Regions from separate parts of the Arabidopsis thaliana genome. Here all the other regions are linked to region 1. Evidence: chromatin contacts called from public capture Hi-C data. All regions are on one chromosome and are shown on one strand. The core of a region is the stretch at or near the end of the contact, and the rest is flanking DNA. Distances in the headings are between cores, read along the strand shown.

Region 1 (3,992 bases), core at 223-2,722:
CGTGGAAGGTTGGTTTGTACCACGACGTTTATATTCCTTAGTGGGTCTCCATTTTTCATTACCAAATATATAAATTCTCAAAGGACAGCCAATTTTCATATATTTTACTATATTACCGTTTACTTTTTTGCAAAAACTTTCTCCACAAAATTTCTTTGACTTTCTCAGAAGTAAAAAATTTGAAGATCCATTATTGGATAATGAAACTAAATGATGCAAATAGACAAATAAGTACGTACCATCGAGATAGATGGCACCGTCCGATTGGAACCCAATAGAAGCCGGGAATTTTCCTGGTAGTCGTGTCTCGCCCGCGCCGAAGGAACCACCAGTCGCTAGTCCTAGAGACAAAACGGCTTCTTCGTTTTTTCCATCCCATTCACTTCTTTTGACAAGTTTTAGTCCTTGGTTCTTGAACAACTTAGTTTTTTCACCTTCCACTAAGTCACAACCTACGTCACCAGCCTCACCACTGTGGTGTTGGGTGATTTCGAGGATTGTTATTTCAAAGTAAGCCTCTTGTGGGAAAGCAGAACTTATGAGTTGTGGTCCGGGAAGTGGTAAACCTGCTCGGAGAATCATCAAGTGTTTTTTTGCGTTGACCGTCTCGTTGAACGCTTGATTAAATTTGATCGTTTGTGTGAATTCCACGGAGCCGTTTGACACTTCCCATGAGATTACAACACCAGGATCTTCGCTTCCTGCCGTGGTGCAAAGCCCTAGAAGAACTGACCCCGGGGAGGCCCCGCTCACCAATGGAGCCGGTTCATGGACAGCGAATCCGAACCTTGTCCACCCATTTTCGACCGCTTCGGTCACCAAAGCCGGATGGTCTGTCCAGATGAATAGGCCAGGTTTCGATGGGAATCCTCCGGCAGTGGCGGTTCTGGAGATTGAATAGTTTTTGATATTTCCTCTACGCTTGATGTCGGAAGTATCTAGCTGGTGGATGAGGCTCGTCTGGTGGAGCTTTGAGATTCTAGCCTGGAAGCTATCGCTTCGAATGGGACTGGCCGCTTTAAGGGTTGTGGTGATCTCTCGGCGGAGACAGCACCAGCGACGGAGGAAGACTACAAGGAGAGAAGAGAGCACAACAACGGAGACGATCCCTGCGGTGAAATGGGCCCAACGAAGCATCTCTGTGATAGAATAACTTCTAAGATAGAATGAGCGATGGAGGGAGAAGAAGGTGATGGTCGGACCCGTTCAAAACGGTTGGAAGATAGAAAGTACAAGAGACAGAAAACTATAATGATAATAATTATTTTGGGAAAACCATATACATATATATATATTTTTTAATATCTAGAAATTCAAGTTTGAAAGCGTTATTTTTTATAGAGGCGAGAACCATAACTTGTAAAATTCATTTTGGAGAAAATATTCTTTCCAACGAACGTCGAAATTCGGTATTTTTACTTGGAAGATTTACCACTAGACCAAAACCACATTAGTGAAACCATACACTTTTGCTTACAAGAAAACCGTAGAACTATAAATATTTCAATCATATACAGCTTTATATGAAGTATATATATTTTTTGTCGTCACAAATTTTTTATAAAACTCAAATAGATATTCAGTACGAAGGAAGGCCTAATAAAGCCCACTAATTACAAAACAGTACAAGATATGGACGACAGTTTTAAGACACGTGTTATGCAATTTGGGTTCTTGTGAGGAGAACGACGCTTCATCACAAACCTTATCGTCGGAAACTCCCGTTGTCGGTCGACAGATAATATTTTGAGATTCTTCATTGAGCTTTCACTCATACTAGACGGAAGATAACAAAGATAAAAAATCCGATTTTGATTTATGAAAACAAGAGAAAGATGAAGCTTTTGTCACTATTAAAGATACATGAGAGAGAGAAAATGCGGTTTTCCAAAATTATACATGATGCATATTATATGGCGTTTAGCGATCAGAATTAACAATTTTACGCAATGATAGTTTTACATTTTATTTTGTTAGTTGTGCCTTTTTTTTATACCAAAAATGTATTCTAAGGTTTTACCATTCGACTAATCTCTAAAGTAAGTGTAGCCATCGAATAGCCTACTCACCAAATTTTCTAATGGGTGTAAAGCATTATATAACTTGACTAGCCAAGATGAAAACTGCCTAAACCAACACAACAATCCCTCCTCAAATGAGAACCACTAGACCACAACAACTTAATTTGGTAACAAATAAAATGAACTAAATCGTCCATGGCTGCTCTATACTTAAACAAAAAGTTTACAATTATTTTTGTAACAAAATGCCTTCAAAACTAAACACTTAACTTTTGAGTTCAAAATATGCTACTAAAGTCTAATACAATTAGGTATTGTTATGTGCTATGACTGGAAAACAAATACACTGCTAAATATTGTTGCCATTGTCCTTATGAAAATTCTAATACAATTGGGTATTTTGTTTTACAACTTAACCCTTCATATCAAGTAAATGCATGTCAATACTATAATCTTAAAAGTCGCCAACAATATACCTTTGGACGTGTATTAATCTTTCAAACTTTATAAATTAGTATAAATGTTATTAAAACTACATCACCAACAATGAAAGTTTATATTTTTAAAAATTAAAAACAAAAATTTCAAGATTAGGATCACAAAATAAAGACATTCAACATCATGCGATTCAAAAAGAGGATCTGTCTCCCACGGAGGCACCGAACCAAACTCGTCGTCACACTTATGCGAAGATAACCTATTTTTTTAACAATGTCATCAAGAGAAGAAACCTAGAAAGCAAAAGAGATTTGGTTTTCCACAGTATATATTTATCGGTTTGTTAAATTATAAAAACAATTGCCGCACAATTTGTTAAATATGTAAATTAGGGGGATTTGCAAAAGTACCCTTTTTCTATTACCCTATTGCAACAATAGTTTTTTATGTTGTCCAAATTATCCTCAAAAAGAAAATTTTCCCGCCAAACTTTGTTTTCCCGCCAAAATTTTATTTTCTCCAAAATATTGTTTTCCGAGCCAAATTTTTCCCCAGCCAAAAATGCATTTAAATTTTTTTATATATTTTCTTAGAACCCTTTAAAAACTCTTAAAAACTTAAAGTTTTTAAAAGGTATGTAAAGTTGTTAAAACCCTTATAAATCATTTTAAACCTTTAAAATCTTGATAAAGTCTTTAAATACATATGTAAGTACTTGAAACCCCCTTGTAAAACCTCTGTAAATCATTTTAAAAGATTTACAAGAGTTTTAAAAGAATTTACAAGGATTTTTAAAACCTTTGTGATAAGTGTGTATTTTGCATGTTTTGAGCATCCATTTGTCATCACTTTAGCATCATATCATCACTGTTTTATATCATTTCTCATCATTTGTGATCACTTTGCATGTTTAGGATAGTTTTGCATGCATATTGCATATTTGTGTTGATTTCAGGTGATTTGCAGTTGTTGACGAGCTAACTGGAAGAAGCGGACCTGATCATGTCAAACCACTCGACCCCCCTGGTCGAGTAGACGCTTCACGACTTCAACAGACCACTCGACCCCTTGGTTGAGGAGAAGACCTCAGCACTTCACGTCACCACCCGACCCCCAAGTCGAGTATCGCCAAGAGAGACACTCATCACACCACTCGACCCCCTGGTCAAGTATCATCACCTCCACCACTTCACCTTCACTCGATCACACTACTCTACCAGCAAGCCGAGTACCATCATCTTTATCACTCGACTACATACTCGACTGCCAGCTTCAGAGTCTTCTTCATTCCGCACTCAACCAGACACTCGAGAACAAGGAAGAAAAAGAAGACTCGAGCTTATCACTCGACCTCTCACACGACCACCTGGGTCGAGTACAGTTCTTAATCCGTCCCAATACTGCGTCGTTTTGAGTATTAGGGTTTCAGAATATTTTGTTATAAGTAGCATGTACTTTACATTTTCAAGGACAAGTTCTTATCTAAGTTTTATTCCGCAGACACTGTGTTCTTGACCTTTTGTAATCCGGATT
Region 2 (4,121 bases), core at 765-3,264, 310 kb before region 1:
TCAAAACTATAACGTGTGAACAAAAGAACTTTGTGAAATTCGACCCTAAAGTACTGCAATTTATATCTTATTTGAGAGAGTGCTTGAGGTTAATTTTATATATATCCCTTTGTTTGAGGCTAAGCTTAAGAGTTGGGAAAGGGCAATAGAGAGCATGAAGAGCCTGGATGTGTTGAGAGTGACCTTTGGTGCCACTACAATGGAGATAATTAATGCTCTTCATAAACCACATGATTAGTCTACGCTTGTAAGTCACATCTCTCATTTATTATCAATGGTTGATGGGATGACAAATTGGTTTATGATTTTTGAATCGGATAAGTGTAACCAGGGGGCTTCTAAAATAGCTAGAAGTATTACCTCAGTGAATTCTTATGTAGCTCAAAGTTACCCTAGATGGATGGAAACTCTTTTCATTAAAGAAAAGAGTATTGCCGATGATTTTTTGTACTAAGCTTCTCTATAAGTTTCCTTTTATTTTTAAGGGTTTTATATTTGTAGATATTCTTATATTTATACTGCAATAATTAAATTCAAGGATCTTCATATAATTTATGTATCTCAGTAATTATCCTTGTTAGCCGTAAATATCTTTAAGGGATTAGTTTGAAAGGATGGAAAAAAAAAACACAAGTCATAGATATTTTAGAGTTAAGAGGTGGGGATTATGCTTTTTATTCAATTTTCCTTAGGTTGAGTCCTTTTGACCTTTTGGATAGTTTTATATTTAAGGTTATTTCCTTAAACGATTCCTTAGTATATATACTAGTAGGGCTACATTCCATTTCTTCAGTAACTTTTAGCTTTTATCCATAGAAGACAAAAAAAAACAAAAAATGAGTGATGATCTATGGAATGACATCTAGTATATACACTTGGGTTGTGATGACCATGAACTATTTATTCCATATCAAGCTTATGCTGGAGCTCTGGCTACTAATAGATTAAGTCTTCTCGGAAGAATACTTAATCCTCAAACTCAGAGTGTTGGAAGAGTTATACTTGAGTTACCTTATTAGTGGGGATTGGGTTCACAAGTACATGGACGTATCCTTGATGAAAGGTGTGTTCAATTCCGCTTTCGTTCTGAGGCAGACCTACTTAATGTCCTCAGTGTATAATGAATGGTTGATTGCACTTCAGAGATGGGAAGATTTTCATGCAAAGTATTTTCTTACTTATATAGATTTATGGGTTCAAATTAGAAGGATCCTCTACCTTATGTATCGGAGTGGACAGTTGGGTTTATTGCAAGTACTTAGGTGAAGTTGTTACTATGGATTTCAATGAAGAAACTACTACGGAGATTACCTTCCTTCGAGTCAAGATTATGCTTGATATTACTGAACGATTGCGTTTCTTTAAATGGGAGATTTGAGTCTCATGAAAGGATCATGGTTAATTTTAAGTATGAAAAGCTTCAGAGAGTTTGTACTAATTGATGTTGTATGAATCACCAAGCCAGCCACTGCCCATATTTAGCTCATCCAGTTGAATTAGATAATGAATCAGATGTGTTGGTCATTCCAAAGTGGCATGATGGTGAAGGCTCCAACAGTTTCAATCAGTGGGATCAAGAGAATAAGTCACAAAGTTTTCTAATATTTTATCGTATATGCCAACTTTCAACCATATATGCCAACTTTCAACCACCTCTGCCTTCTTCACCAGTTTTGAACTGGGATGATTATATCGCAGTTAGCCTACTCATTGAACTGGGATAGTGTACACCAAGGTTCCATAACTCAAGCAAATGGTGAATGCATTAAGATCAGTCGATTATCTCCTAGTGGGTTAATCTGATCTTTTTGCCAACAGTTATCATTAAATGTTAAGACACAATTTTTTTTCTTTTCATCTCACTTATTAGTAGTTACATTTGTTATAATATAACTTATGTTACCTTTAAGTTTCTGTTTAATGTAAGAATCACACTTTTTCTCCAAAACAACTTATATTTGCTTGGTTAATTTATAATCTTTTTTTAAGGTTACCGGGGAAAATTTCAGTACCACAAGTACCTTTTCTACACCAATCCGGCATCCAAATGTCATAACAAATTAAAATGGCTTCCTCTTCCTCTTCTCCGACGCCTAGTGCTGCGGCGGCGGTCTCTCCTCTTACGGAGGAAGAATTAACTCTAACAGTTAAGTGGAATGGAAAAGAGTACACCGTCCGTATCTGTGCCGATGACTCAGTCGCCGAGCTAAAACGTCGCATCTGCCTTCTCACCACCGTTTTACCTAAACGCCAAAAGCTTCTTTATCCCAAGATCGGAAACAAACTCTCTGACGATTCTCTTTTACTCTCTTCGATCTCCTTTAAGCCCTCCCTCAAGATGACAATGATCGGGTCAGTCTCAATTTCAATTTCTTAAAACCCTAACGAAATCGAATCTAATTTGAAATCAGTTTTGACTTTTTTCAGTACTGTTGAAGATGATATAATAGTAGATCAAGCTGAATCTCCTGAAATTGTTGATGATTTTGAGCTTGGTAAGGAAGAAGCTGTTGATGTTAAAGATAAAGAAGTTAATAAACAGAAGTTGAGAAGAAGAATTGATCAATACAAGGTGAGTTTTTTTTTTCTGTGTGTGTATCTATGTGTAAATGATTCATCAAGCTTATACAACAATGTGCAGATAAATCTTCGAACGCCATGTCGTCAAGGCAAGAAACTTCTTGTTTTAGATATCGACTATACATTGTTCGATCATCGGTCCACCGCGGAGAATCCGTTGCAGCTTATGCGTCCTTGTAAGCCGTATACTGTTAACTGTTTGGTTTTAGCTAGTTAGTTTCTTTGATTGATGTTTTGATTACTTAATGTAGATCTCCATGAGTTTCTTACTGCTGCTTATGCGGAATATGATATCATGATTTGGTCTGCTACCAGGTGATGTTGTTGTTAGTTTGACATTTTAATCTTCGTGTAGCTTTTGTAGCTCTGCTGATGCTAGAGTTATCCGTTTGGTTTCTGCAGTATGAAGTGGGTGGAGTTGAAGATGACAGAGCTGGGAGTGCTGAACAATCCTAACTACAAGGTCACGGCTCTTCTCGACCATCTTGCAATGATCACGGTCCAGTCAGACACTCGCGGGATTTTTGATTGCAAACCGCTAGGCTTAATTTGGGCACTACTTCCTGAGGTATTTATATATCATGCATCCTCATTTGACACATGAATCTTGATCTTTTTTTTTATGTAATTGATTGGTGTTGTCCTGACTTGTGCAGTTCTATAACCCTGGTAACACGATAATGTTTGATGACCTAAGGAGGAATTTCGTAATGAATCCTCAAAACGGTCTAACAATCAAGCCGTTTAGGAAAGCTCATGCAAATCGTGATACAGATCAAGAGCTTGTGAAGCTGACTCAGTACCTTCTGACAATAGCTGAGCTTAGTGATTTGAGTTCTCTACACCATAGCAGATGGGAATCATTCTCACAGGACAACGTCAAAAGGCGCAGACAGGAATGACTCGGCCGCATCCATATTATCGGGTTTTTGTTTAGTTTTCTTGAAATACCAAGAGATTCAGTTATCACTTTTTGTCCTTTACATATTTTATGAGTTGGAAGAACGGTCAACATTTTATTAGTAGTTTCAAACGTTAAATTTGCTATCGTTACATCAGAACCAAAATATTTCTTAAGGTGTTCAAGTTTCTGATAAATGATGAGAATTTGGTTACACAAACAGATGAGCAAGACAAACGACAGTTGATACAAAGCTTACACCACTACACGTTTTACAGGGAACATTCTCTTCAGACACACAATACAAGCGAGACACAGCCCGAGATTTGAGAGCCCTAGAATGAAGCCACTATCGTGATAAGGATTGCAGTCTATTGAGCAGACATGAACAAATGAGTTAATAATATCTTATCATAAATACCTGATGTGCGCAGAGACAGACCAAACCGCCTCCAGCGAACTCGTTGTTTCATTTATGCCGTTTTCCCATCAATCGCTGGCACTTGCTCATCGAGATGTCAAACCGGGTCAACAAAGATGAAAATAAACTAAGAAGCATAAGCACAAACTGAGCAGCTACTAATGCGATAGGGAAAGACACACAAGAAGCTGGCCTGGAACCATGAAGACAGCTCAAGCT
Region 3 (4,093 bases), core at 76-2,575, 410 kb before region 1:
AGATTTTAACTTAGCCTTGGGAGTTCGGTGAGAACGGGTTATTCGGGTCAGGTTGTTCGGTTTCGAGAAAATTTGGTTTTTGAAAATAACCGCCTAATTGAACCGAAATTAACTTCGGTTCGGGTCAATCGGTATATGAGTTATTTGGTTATATGATTTAATATTAATTCCGAATTATAAAAATTATTTTTCTATTTTCGTTTATTTACCCCAAATTACAAAAAAAATAGATAACAGGCTAAAAACAAAGCCCAAACCCATTACATCATTAAAATAAAGAAAAAATTTACAACGGACGGCGACGGCCAATCTCTCTAAATGCAACGGTTTTCGATATTGATTAACGCCTTGACGGTGACACGCGCAACGGACGGCGGCAACGGACGGCGACGACCGATCTCTCTACCTGCAAATAATTATACCACCGACTAGATCTATCATATATCATAATCATAAACATATGCAATCAATCATTTAAATTGAGAAAATTGCGAAAATGTATAAAAAACTTGAAACGCCAATGAAGAACAGTCAAATCTAGAGAGTTACCAGTGACTGTAGCCGTGATTTTGGTGCTAAATAAGAGATTAGTGAGCAAAGATCAAAGAAGAGCTACTAACAATGATTTGTAAAATAAAAACGCGTGTAGGAGATGATGAAATGATGAAAGTAAAGAAACGTTATATGGCTTATGGATTAGATCGGAGAAGAAAATGAATTCTCAAGAGATAGAGGCGCATATCCAAAGAAGAAAATGAAACCAAATTAGGGTTAATGACTCATTAGTGTTATATATGGGTGCATATTCTCGGTTTAAATAAAACCGATTATCGAACCGAAATCCGATTGCTTAAATTAATTTCGCCGATTGGTAAAGAGGACTCTGTTTGGTTTATACCGATAACCGAAAATATCGTTATGATCGGGTCGGTTCAAACGGTTTTTACCGAAGTTCCAGATCTATTTTAACTTAATGAATTGTATGTTATTGTTCCTATATTTTTAAACAATAAAAATCAAACATAGTAATTATACAATAAATAATATATAGATATAGAGTTGTACATTTAGAAAATACAAAACATTAAAGTATATATATCTTTAGTTTATTAAAAGAATAAATTTTTATTTTCTTAAAAATATATAGTTCTGGAGTGTATCGTAGGTTAAATTCTAATAATTGTTAAAAATGATAATTTTGAACTGTACATGCTTACTATACATGTCCGACCGAAACCAGATATTGTTTATAAAAATTTCATTTAGAAGCCTTTTAAGACAGAATAAAAGCCCATTTGCTTTCAGAGAAATCGGTACACATAATGTAAACCGGTAAAAACCAACAACGATACTAACTAAATAAAAATACTGGTTAATAATCCGGTCTATAAACCGGTATAAACACAGTAACAAATCGAACCGGGACTCCATTATCAAAGTATTGCTTAAGGTCTCTCTTCTCTATCGTTCTTTTCCCCAGAACCCTAATCTCCCCCAAATCCTGATTCAATCGTACTCAAAACTCACAAAGGAACCACCTTTACCCAAATAAATCAATGGATCATCAAAATTATCAATACCAAAATCCTTTCGAGAGACGACCCATCCTTAAATCCAAAGCTCCTGCTGTGAAGTGGATCAAAGAATGGTACTTTTCTGATTCCATCACTTATACGTCTTTTAGATTACAGATTCTTAAAAGTTTCTCCTTTGTTTTAGGGTACCACAAGATATTGTTGCTACAGGTGGAAAGTGTCATCTACACAAATGGGTCACAGGTGAAATTGTGATGTTTTAATCTAATTTTCATGTTTGTGAATGTTAAATTGTATCATTGTGTTGTTGTTATTACCAGAGGATACTTTTAGCAGACTTAAAGAAAAAGAGAAAGAGCCTGATGTTCCTGAGCCTGAACCTGAACCAACTACAGAGATTTTGTTTCTCTGTAGTTATGATGGTTGCGGGAAGACTTTCTTTGATGTTAGTGCATTGAGGAAACATTCTCATATCCATGGAGAAAGACAATATGTTTGTGATCAGGAAGGATGTGGAAAGGTTTAATAATATCCTCTCTTTGGTTTGGCTTACACACTCACTTTCATGATATATTGAAGCCATCTTGTTTTTGTTTTTTGTAACAGAAATTTCTGGATAGTTCAAAGTTGAAGAGACATTATCTTATTCATACTGGAGAGAGAAATTATATATGTACTTATGAAGGATGTGGAAAGGTGATTGATTTTGATCACTCTCACTAGCTTAGTTTATTTGGTGTATAATTAGGCAATTAGGCAAAGGGATTGTGTTGCGTGTTTTAGTAACTTTCTGTAGTTGTGGATGCAGGCATTCTCGTTGGATTTTAACCTTAGGTCTCACATGAAGACTCATTCACAAGAGAATTATCATATATGTCCTTACAGTGGGTGTGTGAAGAGATATGCTCATGAATACAAGCTAAAGAACCACGTTGCTGCCTACCATGAAAAGGTATCATTACTCATTTGATTACTCATTCGATAGAGTGTCATGAAAATATGTTTTTTTTCTTGTGCTAAGACAGAGCAGCTCCTTAGTCAGAGTCTAGCTCCACGTTGCTTTTGTGACTTCACTTTGTGTGGTTAGTTTTTACGCTTGGGTGTAGTTTTTCGTAGCTAGAAGTAGGCGTAAATACTATCGTTGAGGTTTTAGTAATCTCATTCGATGCTAACTTTCTTTCTGGAGTAGAGAAGTCTAATTGATTAAAAGTCGCATTTTCTACTACCTTCTTACTGTATCTACACTGTATTAGTAGGTTGAAAGTTGTAGATGACGCATAGACAGAACTTTGCATCGGTTCTATCATGTTTACACCCTTATATTATCCATATTTGTAAGAATCTTAGAACTTATCTCTCTCAATTTCACAACTTGTTTAACAGAATGGTGGTGGAGAGACTCCCAAATATACACCACCAGCAGAGAAAGTATTAAGGACTGTCAAAACACCTGCAACAGTTTGTGGCCCGTCTTCGGATCGGCCATACGCATGCCCTTACGAAGGGTGTGAGAAAGCTTACATACATGAGTACAAGCTTAAGCTCCACTTGAAGAGAGAACATCCAGGGCATTTACAAGAAGAGAACGCGGATACCCCCACACTGAACAAGCACAATGGCAATGACAGGAATGAGATAGATGACGGGAGTGACCAAGATGTTTACAGGAAACACGCTAGTAATGGGAAAGGCCAGACACATAAACAACAGAGCAGAGCTAAGCCAAACATGAGGACACCACCAGCCAAAGTTGGAAAGAAAGGTTCTACCTCTTCGCCTGCCAAAGCAAGGATTGCAAAAAAACCATGGCAAGCAAAAGAAACTTTTGAAGAAGTAGAAAGAGAAGAAGAAGAAGATAGCGAGGAGACAGAGGAAGATAGAGATAATGTGGAGGATGGCTGGAGGTTTGGCGAAAACAACGAGGATGATGACGACGATGAAGAGACCGAGTATGAAGATTAGTTTGAGCTTCGTCTAAGCCATAGGAGACCTTTTTGGTTACGTCCCTTCTCTTTATGCGAAGGTGGCTTTTTAGTAGCTTTGTTTCTTGACTCTTCTTCTTTTCGTTTGCCTTGACACTCTTCTTCATTTAAAGCTTTGTACAGTATTCCGTTAACATTTTTGAAAACCTTTTCTTTTAGTTTTGGTCAACTTTTTGAAAGATTTTTTTTTAATAAATTTCAACATTGAATCCCAACATAACTTCAATGTCGTTTTCATGTGAAACAATGTTGGTTTTGAATTGTCAGTGTAATTTAAATTGTTAAGAATGTTCTCTTGTTAGGTTATGATGACAGTGAATGAAGTTATCTTAATTTTGTTGGTACAGTTTTTTTTTTTTTTTTTTTTTCGCAAACAATCATTTCATTAAATTAACTCCTCAAATGAGGAGGGTTTATACAACATGAAAGTAAAGAAGTACATGAAATGTAAAGATAGAGACTCAATGAGTTTTCCAAGGAGATGCACTACTTTGAAAAGCTTGCAATGGTTGGAAGATCTTTTGATGTCTTGTAGGATTCAATCGTGAAATCCCTGAACAACATGTGGTCATAAAC

The links. Capture Hi-C pulls out chosen DNA fragments and counts their contacts.
Region 2: a contact with region 1 is called in a capture Hi-C map of seedling, with 7 times the contacts expected there. The contact joins the promoter of AT4G06599 here to the promoter of AT4G06534 in region 1. A contact is called at or near these places in 1 of 26 Hi-C or Micro-C datasets (root) and 1 of 3 other capture datasets (seedling).
Region 3: a capture Hi-C map of seedling shows a contact between it and region 1, with 8 times the contacts expected there. The contact joins the promoter of YY1 here to the promoter of AT4G06534 in region 1. A contact is called at or near these places in 1 of 26 Hi-C or Micro-C datasets (root) and 1 of 3 other capture datasets (seedling).

The regions. Positions count from the first base shown.
Region 1 is chr4:3,354,015-3,358,006 of TAIR10.1, reverse strand. It overlaps AT4G06534, which reads right to left and starts at 1,472. Exons shown (of 1, transcript NM_178980.2): 1 at 1-1,472. The coding sequence starts at 1,137. It also overlaps the pseudogene AT4G06533.
Region 2 is chr4:3,665,440-3,669,560 of TAIR10.1, reverse strand. It overlaps AT4G06599 (ubiquitin family protein), which reads left to right and starts at 2,014. Exons shown (of 6, transcript NM_178989.3): 1 at 2,014-2,352; 2 at 2,428-2,572; 3 at 2,642-2,756; 4 at 2,832-2,895; 5 at 2,983-3,148; 6 at 3,237-3,636. The coding sequence starts at 2,066. The coding sequence ends at 3,482. It also overlaps the pseudogene AT4G06600.
Region 3 is chr4:3,763,903-3,767,995 of TAIR10.1, reverse strand. It overlaps YY1 (zinc finger (C2H2 type) family protein), which reads left to right and starts at 1,325. Exons shown (of 6, transcript NM_178992.4): 1 at 1,325-1,648; 2 at 1,720-1,778; 3 at 1,856-2,055; 4 at 2,142-2,231; 5 at 2,344-2,487; 6 at 2,919-3,755. The coding sequence starts at 1,557. The coding sequence ends at 3,497. It also overlaps the pseudogene AT4G06641.